Linked DNA regions of Mus musculus: regions 2, 3 and 4 are each linked to region 1. Evidence: chromatin contacts called from public HiChIP or PLAC-seq and promoter capture Hi-C data. All regions are on one chromosome and are shown on one strand. Each heading gives the region's core, a stretch centred on a gene start, on an enhancer-like site or on the middle of the called end of the contact. The rest is flanking DNA. Distances are from core to core; before and after follow the strand shown.

Evidence for each region. Promoter capture Hi-C pulls out the DNA fragments that hold promoters and counts their contacts. HiChIP or PLAC-seq counts read pairs in DNA pulled down with a chosen protein or histone mark.
Region 2: a contact with region 1 is called in a promoter capture Hi-C map of liver, with 5 times the contacts expected there. The contact joins the enhancer-like site here to the promoter of Asns in region 1. A contact is called at or near these places in 6 of 39 promoter capture datasets (the 3T3-L1 cell line, cranial neural crest, hippocampal neurons and 2 more) and 2 of 9 other capture datasets (liver and pancreatic islet).
Region 3: a contact with region 1 is called in an SRF HiChIP or PLAC-seq map of embryonic stem cells, with 11 times the contacts expected there. The contact joins the enhancer-like site here to the promoter of Asns in region 1. A contact is called at or near these places in 2 of 39 promoter capture datasets (the C10 cell line and liver), 1 of 484 Hi-C or Micro-C datasets (the N1E-115 cell line), 10 of 115 datasets of contacts at active chromatin or transcription factors (embryonic limb bud, embryonic stem cells, epiblast stem cells and 3 more) and 3 of 9 other capture datasets (adipose tissue, liver and pancreatic islet).
Region 4: a contact with region 1 is called in a FOXA1 HiChIP or PLAC-seq map of pancreatic cancer cells. The contact joins the enhancer-like site here to the promoter of Asns in region 1. A contact is called at or near these places in 2 of 39 promoter capture datasets (the HPC-7 cell line and pre-B cells), 3 of 115 datasets of contacts at active chromatin or transcription factors (embryonic stem cells, extraembryonic endoderm stem cells and pancreatic cancer cells) and 2 of 9 other capture datasets (adipose tissue and liver).

What each region holds. Positions count from the first base shown.
Region 1 is chr6:7,691,592-7,694,565 of GRCm38.p6, reverse strand. It overlaps Asns (asparagine synthetase), which reads left to right and starts at 1,357. Exons shown (of 12, transcript NM_012055.4): 1 at 1,357-1,457.
Region 2 is chr6:8,149,242-8,152,084 of GRCm38.p6, reverse strand. All of the region lies in intron 11 of Col28a1 (collagen, type XXVIII, alpha 1), which reads left to right. Among named protein-coding and RNA genes, the nearest start is that of Col28a1, 42 kb to the left of the region's middle. Within about 2 kb of position 1,509, at least 3 of the 459 cell types and tissues checked have an H3K27ac peak or open chromatin away from gene starts, as enhancers often do.
Region 3 is chr6:7,970,055-7,973,058 of GRCm38.p6, reverse strand. No RefSeq gene overlaps it. Among named protein-coding and RNA genes, the nearest start is that of Gm35446, 9.3 kb to the left of the region's middle. Within about 2 kb of position 1,483, at least 14 of the 459 cell types and tissues checked have an H3K27ac peak or open chromatin away from gene starts, as enhancers often do. A contact at or near this core is called in embryonic stem cells and extraembryonic endoderm stem cells, where this site is marked.
Region 4 is chr6:8,022,140-8,025,141 of GRCm38.p6, reverse strand. Col28a1 (collagen, type XXVIII, alpha 1) reads left to right here. Exons shown (of 35, transcript NM_001037865.1): 28 at 2,337-2,405; 29 at 2,842-2,922. Among named protein-coding and RNA genes, the nearest start is that of Gm35384, 24 kb to the right of the region's middle. Within about 2 kb of position 1,386, at least 28 of the 459 cell types and tissues checked have an H3K27ac peak or open chromatin away from gene starts, as enhancers often do. A contact at or near this core is called in pancreatic cancer cells, where this site is marked.

The DNA.
Region 1 (2,974 bases), core at 108-2,607:
AAATGTAAATGGGTCAAAAACAAAACAATGTACCTTTGTTTCAAGATACTATTAAACTCAAAGAAGCCCTTTGCAGCCACAAAGAGTTTAAAGGTAACAAAGGCTAGCTATCCCTATGTGATTATATGCTTAAGATAAGTTAAAAAGTTAGAAGATGGGTTCACCCTCCAACAACTATTGAGAAGAAAAGATTTAATTTGTATTTAAAGGAGCTTAAAGGACTTTTTAAAAATTTGATATTCTCAAGGTCAAACAAGTGCAGTACATCCCTTGTGGAACAACAAGATCAGAGGCTTTCTAAGTGCTGCCTAAAATCTGATCTTAGTTTATTTCACAGCACAGTTTCATTGTTTCTCAATCTACTGGGTGCTGATGTTTAGTAACTATAAATTCATTAAAGAATGCAGTAAAATTGTGTATGTGTGTGTTTTAAATCATGGTGTATTTTCCCTATCCGAGGGAATACTAAGAGCATACTACCAATCTTTTAGTCAAGCTGAGGAAGGTCTTTTTTTTTTTTTTTTTTTTTGAGGTACTGAAAAAGAATCTTTATATATAGGTGTGCGTGTGTCCGTGCATGCATGTGTGTGTGTGTGTGTGTGTCCCTGTGTCCTCAAACTCCCTACTTAAGAGGATGACCTTGACTCTTGATCTTCCTGCTTCCATCTCCACAGTGCTGTGCAGGTTTGGACCGCTGCCTACAGCTCTCTGAAAGAGGATTGGTCCGCTGTCTACAGCTCTCTGGAAGAGGATTGGTCTGCTGTCTACAGCTCTCTGGAAGAGGATTTGTCCGTATGTTCAAGGTCCACTGATCTATTTGAACTTAATGTTATCAACTTGATGGAGACTTTGTGAAGAAGTTAACCTTGGCACAACAGTTTCTTAGGACAAACATTTCTTTTTATTGTACAATGAATTTGTAGGCACTATTGGTTCAAGAGTGCTTTTAATCTCTGCAGGGAGATTACCTGGGGTTCTTCTTAGCTGCTCAGTAGTAGTAGTTATTTGTGTGTGTGTGTGTCTGTGTGTGGTGTCCTTCTAGGTATTCCTATGTTACTTATGTATCCACATCTATATATCAGACACTCTGTTAGGAAGTACTGAAGACTACAATTAAGGAGTAGGAGATCTATTGCTGATGGGACACTGGACCTGGCGGCCCGACCTCTGGGCTTATCCTGCCTGCAGTGTCACAGCACCTTAAGGAACAGAAGCAGAACACCTCCTGGCTCTCGGCCCCAGGATGCACGTTTGCCTTGGCCTCCGCCCCGCCTGGCGTCGCTCGTCAGCACTGCGGGCCACGCCCCTGCGCACGGGTTGGGTCCCAGCCACATGATGAAACTTCCCGCACGCGTTACAGAAGCCCGGCGACTCTAAGGTGGGAAGCGGCCTCCAACCGGTCTTGTCACTGCGCTGCCTCTGCTCCACCTTCTCTGGCCCTGGCCGCTAGTGCTCAGGTAAGCGGGAGCCGGGTGCTCAGCGCGGAGCGCTCTGCTCGCCTGGGAGGCCGGAGGATGTGCTGTCCGCGCGGGCACATGTCCCGGGAGTTCGGATGCGGAGCGCTCGGGTCCGGCGCCAGACCGATGCTGCGGTGCAGCGCGAGGCAGGGCGGGGCGGGCGCGGGGCGATTGTTGCGCACCTAGGACGGAGCTGCCAGGAAAGCTTTCATGTGAGCGAAGTGCAGCGCGGAGGCAGGGCCGCTCCAGACAGAAGGCGAAGGTGGCCTTCATTTAGACACCATAAATATTTTTTTTTACTGTATGACGTCTAGATCTGGGAAATTTCAGCCATCCGAAGGTTTTGCCTGGGACTAGGTGGACGCTTGCACAAGACCAGCTGTAATTGGGAGCCCCAGGCTAGTGTAGGGGTCTCGCTCTCCAGCAGGACAGAGGCTCTACCAAGCTCTAGAGCGAGTGTCTCTGGGTCTGTCTGGATCCGGATTTCTGAGCACTCACTCACCTCGCTGCTCAGGCCCTTCCTCCACTCCAGTTCCATACTCGCAGCCACGCCGGGAAAAATCTGTTTAAGGAGACAGGCAACCAAGTACGGGAAAAGGCAAAGGAATTGGCGTGCTTTTTTTTTTTTTTTTTTTTTTTTCTTAATTATGGATAGCTATTTCACAGGTCTAGTTTCAGATAAGATAACTTTTAAAATACACGGGCGAGTTTGATTTTTCGTTGCCTGTGGCCTACGGGTTTTAACAGCTAACTCTTCGTTGATTGATGTCAGTACTATAATATTCATTTGAAGTAAGACTTGCACAAGGCCACGGGTTGATTATTGAGGTCTTAAGGTGATCCAGTGGAGTTTAGAACTATCAGTTCAGTGTACGAAAGCGGCGCTGTCCAGCGGGGAGCCTGTGCTCTTTCATAGACTGACCCCTAGAAATGCTGGCTAGTCTGAACTGAGATGTGGTAAGAGTGTAATGTGTCGATTTCGATGATTATGAAAACCGAACGCTTGATGTTTTGATGTTTGATTGCAGCCTCTAACCACTAAAGTATCCCTCCAGCCCGGTTTTAATAATTTAGGAAAAGTAGTGTAAATATAATTAATTTTGATTATATTGTATTGGTTGTCGTATTTAGGGTGTGTCATGTTAAGGTATGTTTAAAATTAGTTTTAATGTTTTCTCTTGTCTTCTTAATGAGCTTTATTAGTATATTAAAATTTCACATATGGCTCACTGGCCAGTACTGCTGCAGAAGTTAACCAGGAAAGGAGGAAATTTACAGACAACAGTGAGGAAAATATGGTACAAGAGGGCCTCTGAGTCCGATTACAAAGGAGTTTGAATTTCCTTACTCCTGCTGAAGGAAAGAATTTTAAACTTTTCTTTACACTTCAATGTAGTGCCTGGCATATGTTTTGCATACCAGACAGTTCATTAAAGAGCCTTAAGACCTAGGTAAATGGTTCTCGGTGATCATAATTGATTTTCAGAGCGCTTTGTTAGCCCACTTCCCTTTCCCTT
Region 2 (2,843 bases), core at 260-2,759, 460 kb before region 1:
TAAAAATCTATAAAATTTAGTTGTGATGAATTACACATGACATAAAGTCACTTAGAGTTTCTTTTCTTCCACCCTCGCTCTGGCCTTCTTTCTCTACTTCCCTGCATTTTTTTCTTACTGTTCCTGATCTCACCTCCTCCACTTTTCTCTCCTTCATTTTATCATTATTATTATTATTAGGGTCTTTTTTTATTAGATATTTTCTTTATTTACATTTCAAATGTTATCCCCTTTCCTAGTTTCCCCTACAAAAATCCCCCATCCCCTCCCACCTCCCCCTGCTCACCAACCCACTCACTCCTTCTTCCTGGTCCTGGAATTCCCCTACACTGGGGCATAGAGCCTTCACAGGACCAAGGGCCTCTCCTCCTATTGATGACTGACTAGGCCATCCTCTGCTGCATATGCGGCTGGAGCCATGAGTCCCAACATGTGTTTTCTTTGATTCGTGGCTTAGTCCCAGGATCTCTAGGAGTACTGGTTAGTTCATATTGTTGTTCCTCTTATAGGGCTACAAACTCCTTCAGCTCCTTGGGTACTTTCTCTAGCTCCTTCACTGGGGACCCTGTCAGGCACTGGCAGAGCCTCTCAGGAGACAGCTGTATCAGGCTTCTGTCGGCAAGCACTTGCTGGCATCCACAACAGCGTCTGGGTTTGGTAACTGTATATGGGATGGACCCCCAGGTAGGACAGTCACTGGAAGTACTTTCCTTCAGTTTCTGCTCCAAACTTTGATTCTCTATCTTCTCCCATGGGTATTTTGATCCCCCTTCTAATAAGGACGGAAGTATCCACACTTTGGTCTTCCTTCTTCTTGAGCTTCATTTGGTCTGTGAATTGTATCTTTCGTATTCTGAACCTCTGTGCTAATATCCATTTATCACTGAGTGCATATCATGTGTGTTCTTTTGTGATTGGGTTACCTCACTCAGGATGATATTTTCTAGTTCCATCCACTTGCCGAAGAATTTCATGAGTTCATTGTTTTTAAAAGCTGAGTAGTTACTCCATTGTGTAAATGTAGCACTTTCTGTATCCATTCCTCTGTTGAAGGCAATCTTGGTTCTTTTCAGCTTCTGGCTATTATAGATAAGGCTGCTATGAACATAGTGGAGCATGTGTCCTTATTACATGTTGGAGCATCTTTTGGGAATATGCCCAGGAGTGGTATAGCTGGGTCCCAATTATTATTTTTCTCTTCCTCTTCCTATTCCTCTTCCTATTCCTCTTCTCCTCTTCCTCCTCTTCCATCTTCCTCCTCCTTTCTTCCTTCTCCTCTTCCTCTTTCTCCTCCTTCTCTTCCTCTTCCTCCTCCTCCTCTTCCTCTTTCCCTTCCTCTTCCTTCTCTTCCCCCTTCTCCCCCTTCTCTGGAATTTTTGTTTGTTCAAAAAACACAGAGATACTACAATAATATGTTTTTATTTTAGTCCCAGGTCTGGGAATATGGGACTGCTGCACATAGCTGACTAAGATTTGCCTCATGTTCTAGCAGAGGAATGGTTTTGCCAGATAATTTCTACAATTGTGAAATGTTTGGAATTCTGTGAATGTTTCAGAGGGTAAATGCCTGAACCTTGATAAGTGTGATTGGTGGTTGGTGGTCATTCAAGGGGGTTAGTTGAGATTTGTTTGTAGTTGTGCTCAAAGAAGAGATAAGAGGGAAAAAAGTTAGATTCAGGGATCTCTTTCTCTCCTTTATATCCTTTTTTCTCTCATATTTAGTGATAGGGTGAAACTGGGAGGAATAAAAGGTAAGAAAAATAAGAACTCACAAAGAAGCAAAGATCAGCAATAAGCAAATACGAAACAAGAAGAAATTAGATTCAGATCTCTGTTTCTGTCTCTCTGTCTCCCTCTGTCTCTGTCTCTGTCTGTCTCTCTGTCTCTGTCTCTCTCTGTCTCTCTCTCTCTCTGTCTCTGTCTCTGTCTCTCTCTCTCTATATATATTATATATATATATGTATATATATACATATATATATATATATATATATAATCTGTTTGTCTGCCTATCTGTTCCCTCTATCCTTCTTTCTCTCCTATCTAGTGATAGGGGTAAAACCAGGTTTGGGGGTGAAGAACCCACAAAATAGCAAAGACGATATAGTTCTTCTGTCTGGAAATAATGGTATATGAAATGGTGGTTTCTTCTCATATATTATTTTATTAAAAATATTTTAAAGAAATTGCTGTTGACGTGCCAAAAACCTGTATTTTCTAATGGACATGGGTAAGATTATTGATTCTCACACTTTTACAATCATGGATAACATTTATTGTACATTTCTTTTGTGACATATATAGTTCTTAATATGCTACTGCCAACATTGCCTTCTGAGGCATGATCTATTCTTATCACCATTATACAAATTAAGCTTCCAAGTTACCAAGATTGTAAGCAATAATGGTTTCAGGCCCTTTGATCCAGAAAACATCAGCACCTGGAGGGTAAAGTATGCATTTACCCATGATATGCAATTTACCCTCCTTCAGAAAAAAAATGCTTAATTCGACCTGAGACCAACGTGTTTCTCATAGACAGCATAGAAACTACACCTAAGTCCTCTTACAGTCCATTTTGTCTTTGAGAAACAGTTTGCTGGAAGGGTATTTCTGCTTGTTTGTAATGTTCAGTGAAGTCATAGGAAAGAAAAAATGAAATCGCTTGGAAAAAATAAAAGCCATTCTAACTGTATTTTCAAGCACTGCATCTCTAATAGACCAAAACAGAAATTCTATACTTAAAACATTCACAAAGATTCCGTGAGAGTTTCTAGATGGGGCCTGTCTTTGGCTTTGCATTTATGAATGGTCTCTCTCATGAACGACAATCACTGTTTGTT
Region 3 (3,004 bases), core at 234-2,733, 280 kb before region 1:
GATGTATCAGCTCTTACAGCCTGATGCTGAAAAACATTTGCATCAACCCACTAAATCTTCCTGCTCCAATTTGGAGTCTTGAAACATCCTTCTGATTATTTATTCCCACAACTTTCTAGGAGGCAAATGGATCTGACTCTGTATTTTTTAATTTGTCTACCAAAAGATAGGAGGGATGAAAATTTTCGTGTCTGCAAGTCTTTTAAAGACCTGAGCCGATGTAATTTCTCTGAAGGACTGAGAGAACAGAACATAGGAAGAGAAGTGCAAAATTTGCCCCAGAGTCACACTCCAACCTGGTTAATATGCAGAAGTTATCTACATAGGAAAAAAATCATTTAATTTCAGAATAAAGAAGATGTGAAAAGCATCTTAAAACACAGGAGTATAGGTCTGACACTAACCATATTCCGTAGCTTTATTAAGTGGCACTGCCTTGGGCTTTGCTTTTTAATAATTTTCTCAGGGATTCTCACTCTGAAACACATTAGGATCCAAAAGTGCTCTAAAATTTTAAGCAGATGAGGAAAATAATTGAGAAATGAAGCTCTGTTTACTTCCTCCAATACTTGAGATAGCAATTATAGACATGTCGGGTACCATCTAAAAACTCAGAGGCTGGAATAAGAAATTTCTCAACCTTTGTACCTTGTTAAAGCCATGAACGGTGCGTGTGCCCAGGAGCCAGGAAAAATAACTGAGAGTTGTTGGGGTGGTCGGGGTAGGCACGGGACAGACAGACAGATCCTCTTTGGATTCAGCTTGGACAACTGGTGATTGCTTTCTTTGTTCCCTGGACAGAATCTAGGTCTCAGGGCTGGAGAGCAGAAAACACTGAGGTCTAGAACTAATGACCTCTGAGAGTCCTCAGTCTCCATCCAAGATCCTCTCTCTCCAGCTCTTTTTCTCTTCCTCCTATGAGGTTAAGGAGGAGAAGGAAGGCCTACCACTGTCAAAACCACGAAATTTCAGGAGGCCTGTTTGTGTGCCTGCCAGTTCCTAGAATTCACTTCCTGTTATTGTTGGTTTACCAGGAGCTCCTGGAAGGAGCGGCTTAATTAAAACTCTGGGCTTGGTCCACACCTCTCTGAGACAAATATAATCCAACCTCTTACTAACCCGAGAAAGGAGGATTTGTCTTAGTGTCAGCGATTTGGACGAGTACCCTTGTCTGCGCATCCCCAGATCCAGATCCAATCACATCAGATCTAGCCATAAATTCTACTTTTAAAATTTGGGGCTTGGTGAACATAAAATTGAAAGATAGATGAATTTTATCTCTTCTACAGAAATTGAATGTATTTAGCAGATTATGTATGGGGGGTGGGGGGATGATGGGTTTAGAAACTTGGCCAGGTACCCTTAGAGTCAACTCTAGGGCATCAGATTTCTAGCCATTGTGCATTGAAACTCTATGGTGGGCAGGGTTTGGAGGTGTGGGAAGCACTTGTGTATTCAAATGCCATTGTGTGCTGGCTTCCTTAACAGGCTCCATTGTTTTCTGAAACTCAGGACAACAATGGGGAACATGGCAATGTTTTATATGCTCATCTTTGCTCCCACTGAGGGCCTTGAGTTGGAAAACTACCCTTCCTTCTGTGTCTCCTATAATAGTTATGGGGAGAATGAACAAATCCTGAAGCAGGGTTCAGGGGGAAGAGGCAGTGAAAGACCAGAGAAAGATTGTTCCTCTAAAAATTAGACAAATCAGCACACACACTATTAGGTATCTGAGGAATACTAAAAATGCCAATAAAGCCAGACACTGCAGGAGAGAACCAGGAAGGTCAAAAGTTCTTGGTTTTATTATGCGACGTTTTATTATGCGACGTGGCTAATGCTCTGTGTCAATCTGAGTAGGCTTTCAGTGTCCAGATGTTCTGGCCTCAAACCAGTCTGGCTGTTGTTGTGGGAACAGATGCGATTAATATTTAAATTAGTAGACCTTGGGTCAGACAGATTACCTTTCTGTGATGTGAGTGGGCTTCATCCAAAGGACTGCTGGCTGCAAGAAAAAGAACTGAATCCCCTTCTAGACTGCCTTCAATGCTGCAAGTTGCCAGCTCTTGTCTAGGTGTTTGGCTCTGCAAATGCACAATTTTCCAGTTGTACACTGTGTGAGCTGATTTGTGAAAGTCTCTCTCTCCTTCTCCTCCTCTTCTTCTTCCTCCTCTTGCTCTTCCTCCTCCTCTTTCTCTCCTTCCTCCCCCGCCCCTTTTATAACACAGTATCTAACGGAGAACTGACCATATGTTGGGGCTACTCTGGAAACACTGAGTCCAGAGCAGCTCTTAGCAGGCGCCTGGTCTTTTAATCTCTCCTTTGGTTTACACATGAGAATCTTCCAAATGTGTCCCTCTACATCTCATTTTCAGCCACTGACCTTCTTTAAAGGGAAAATCAGGTGTGCTCGAAGCTTCGTTTGCTGACTGATTAGCTGGTAAGGCAAAAGTGACATTTAATCAGAGGGACCAGACCAAGCAAGTAATGATGTCCCTTTTTCTGCCTGATTGCCTGAATTCAGTCAATAACAAAACTATTTGATGCTAGCTATATTTAGACTATAATTACATGTTATAGGGATTAAAAAGAAAGCAAAGACATCATATCCCTGTTCAAGACATATACTACAAAAGACAATTAAGATTAAATCTACATGCTAGAGATAGAAAATCAACTACAATACTTCATAACATAATTATCCTTAGGGGATATGAGTGTAAGCAAGTGAATCAGTCTTATAATCTAAACTGTAGCTAATATTGAAATTTTATTTAACTTATATAATATTAGGGATTTAATGACATGTATAGTGTACATACCACTAAGGAAATCCAGGAAGCTGTGTCAACCAAGCATCATTTAACCACATGACAGTTTTAATGGAAAGATTTGGAAAATATGGTTTGGGAATGCTAGAAAAATCAAGATTTTGACTCTCTGTTCTAAAGGTCTGTATTTCCTCTCATAAATCTTCATAGAAGTGCATGATTTACTAGTTGGG
Region 4 (3,002 bases), core at 137-2,636, 330 kb before region 1:
ATTTTTCTTATTAGTATTACAAAAATTAAAAGATTCAGATATTTATGCATTATCCTTGTATTTTTTCCTATAAAACAATCATCTGAAAGCTTAAAACTACGCCTACCACTGATTGAAAAGTTGGCTTTGAAATGTGTATTTAATTGTATTTCCCAATTGACAGCCATTCTTGCTGTCTTTCTGATCTATGGTGACATGGTAACATTCTTTCTCACTTCCCAGAGTCATAGAAGGAAGTCTGATAGGCCTCATTCGCCTTTGCTGAACTAAGGCCTGGGCTTACTTATTAAAGGCTTTTAGCCAGGTGATCTACTCTGAAAGTTTTAGGAAACCCTCAAATGTTTGAAGGAAAACTACTGGTTATGAGGGGGAAAAATCCTTTATGATATGACACAGCTTCCTTCATTAGCAACTATAAATAGAATGCTTCCATAGGGAAGATGCCAGCGTAGACTCCTGAACATCCAGCAACTCCGAATGTGATCATTGATTTCTGAAAGATTTTCCCGTAGGATATGGCTTTTCACTTTGTTGGGAAACCTCGAGTCATTTCTTTAAGGCAGTTAAGCCTTATTGGACATCTTTTGTGATATCTGCGGTAGAGATCTGAAATGTTGCCTGAGGAACAATCACTCTGCATGATTATTGAGAAGGTGTGGGGCTCCTCCCAGGCGCCTCTGAGTGTAGATGTCCCAGTGATGATTCCCCACTGCATGCTAGGATTGCAGTGTGTTTTACTACCCATCCTCCTTTGGGACAGGGACAAAGCTAAGCATCGGCTTCCTTTGCATGTACTTCCACAAACTTTTTGTCTCCACTGTAGCTGGTCAGGGGTCCTTCTGGACCACTCGACACAGACACCAGTGGTCTGAGGCATCACCTCAATATTCCAAAACTACTTTTTACCAAATATCTCACTAAAGAAAGATGCCTTCATTCACATCCACAAAACATCAGAGGAAGCAAGCTTACTCTGTGTTCCAGACAACACATTTAATATATGTGTTTTTTTCCTTTTTATTAAAACAAAGATTAGAATCTCAGGCAGCTGTCTCCCCAGAGTCCTCTAACATCTCTAAGTAGGCTGGCCACCTAATCTATAGCTAGTCAGAGGTTTCTTACCTCTAGATGAGGCTGAGATCCACTCACACTGGAGGGTATTTTCTGGTAAGTATGAGGTTGGTCTGTGGTCTCTACATTGCTGCATACTTTTTATCATGGTGCGTGTATTATTTGGCTGGTACTAGTTTTCAGGCAGAGTTCTTGGCCTCTCAGTATTTCTTGATTTCCCAGTGTGAAAAGGAAATGTGCTCTTGATTGTAAACTGAATGAAGCGATTGTCAATGATCCCTGGTAAGCTGGAACCGGATCCCAGCCTCCAAGGGTGAGTCATCTTAGGTGTGTCCAGAGTTTGCAGTGCCACACAGGCATTATTTCCTGCTGGGCTCAGTGTGTTCCAGAATTAGGTTTGGCTCAAGGACATGAAGGTGGCACTTTGGGAACAAGTTCTCAATGGCAAAAATGGACATTTGACCTCTCCCTTCACCCAGATTCTTTTTAAGCTAGTCTGAGGTTGGGACTGGTGTTAGAACTTTTGCTGTGTCCACTGATGATTCTCTTGTGGAGGGTTAGGGTAGTTTTGAGAGCTTGACAGCGAGAAATAAAATCGTCCTGAGAGTCTAGTATTTATTGTATTTTACCAGAGACAAATCACTAACTGATCCAGAAATAAGTCGGGATTTGGAACAAACTCCTAGTAGCGTGGCTACTATGACTTTGTGATTTATTCATGATTATTTCCATTTCATATTCTATACCATGATATTGTTTATGCCTGTGTGTGTGTGTGTGTGTGTGTGTGTGTGTGTGTGTGTGTGTGTGTGTTTTGCAAGAGCATGGGGGGACAGGACCAAAATCAAGTCATGTCTGTGGCTATAATTTATTAGAAATGAACCTAGCAGATTATAGTCACTTATATAAACAGTCCCTTAGCCTTGAGGGGGATGCTGTCTTATTTTTTCTCTCCACTATTAATATGGGCTTTTAGCATATTATAAATATAGGAAAATACAAAGATAAACTGGAACATTAGCTATTTGTGAACAAGTGTGCCCCTAGCTTTAGATCTGGCAAGATAGAGTTGTCTGTACCACAAGAATGATAGAAAACAAGGAAGCCTATCTCTCTCTACCTGTATTTATATTTATATTATCATACTTAGAAATTAGATAATGCTGTAATGCAGTTTGGGAGCTGCAAATGAGTTTCTAACTTCTAAATATTTTAAGTTATTCTGATGAATTAAGAAGAACACCTCTTTCTTCTATCTCATATAGGGGGAGCAAGGACCTCAAGGTTTCCCAGGGTCAAAGGGCACAGTGGGCCTTGGCCTCCCTGGTCAGAAGGTAAGTGTATCAAGATCTTAAGGAAATGATTAGGATCAAGGTCTCAATGTCTTAGCCTTGATTTGGACAGAGACCTCATGTTTCCTGCCTGTCCCACCATACTAAGAAAGCTACCTGTGATGGAATCCAACGTTCTATTTCCCCTCATCCTTCAAAGGCAGCCAACAAAAGAATAAATCCCTAGGAGGCACCAGAAATCCCAGGAACATGGTAAATTATACAACAGTTGAGTTTCCCAAAGGCACCGAGCTGTTGAGAAGGTGTCTCAATACCTCTTAAGTGTAAATGTTTTTTTTTCCCCTCTATGTGTATTTATGTCAACAGAATTCTAAGTCTTTAAAGGGATTTTTGGCTGCAACAAAGAAAACCATAGGATTATTTTTCCCTGAAGCTTGTTTGGCTTTAATGTTCACAGTCTAAGGTTCTCTTTTAACAGGGAGAGCATGGAGACCGGGGTGATGTGGGAAGGAAAGGCGAAAAGGGAGAAACTGGAGAGCCTGGGTCTCCAGGAAAACAGGCAAGATATTTGTTTTCAAGGCTCATTGAAGTTTTGGCTTTGCCCTCTCAGCAGGGTCCAGCCTAACCTGACTGTTCCTC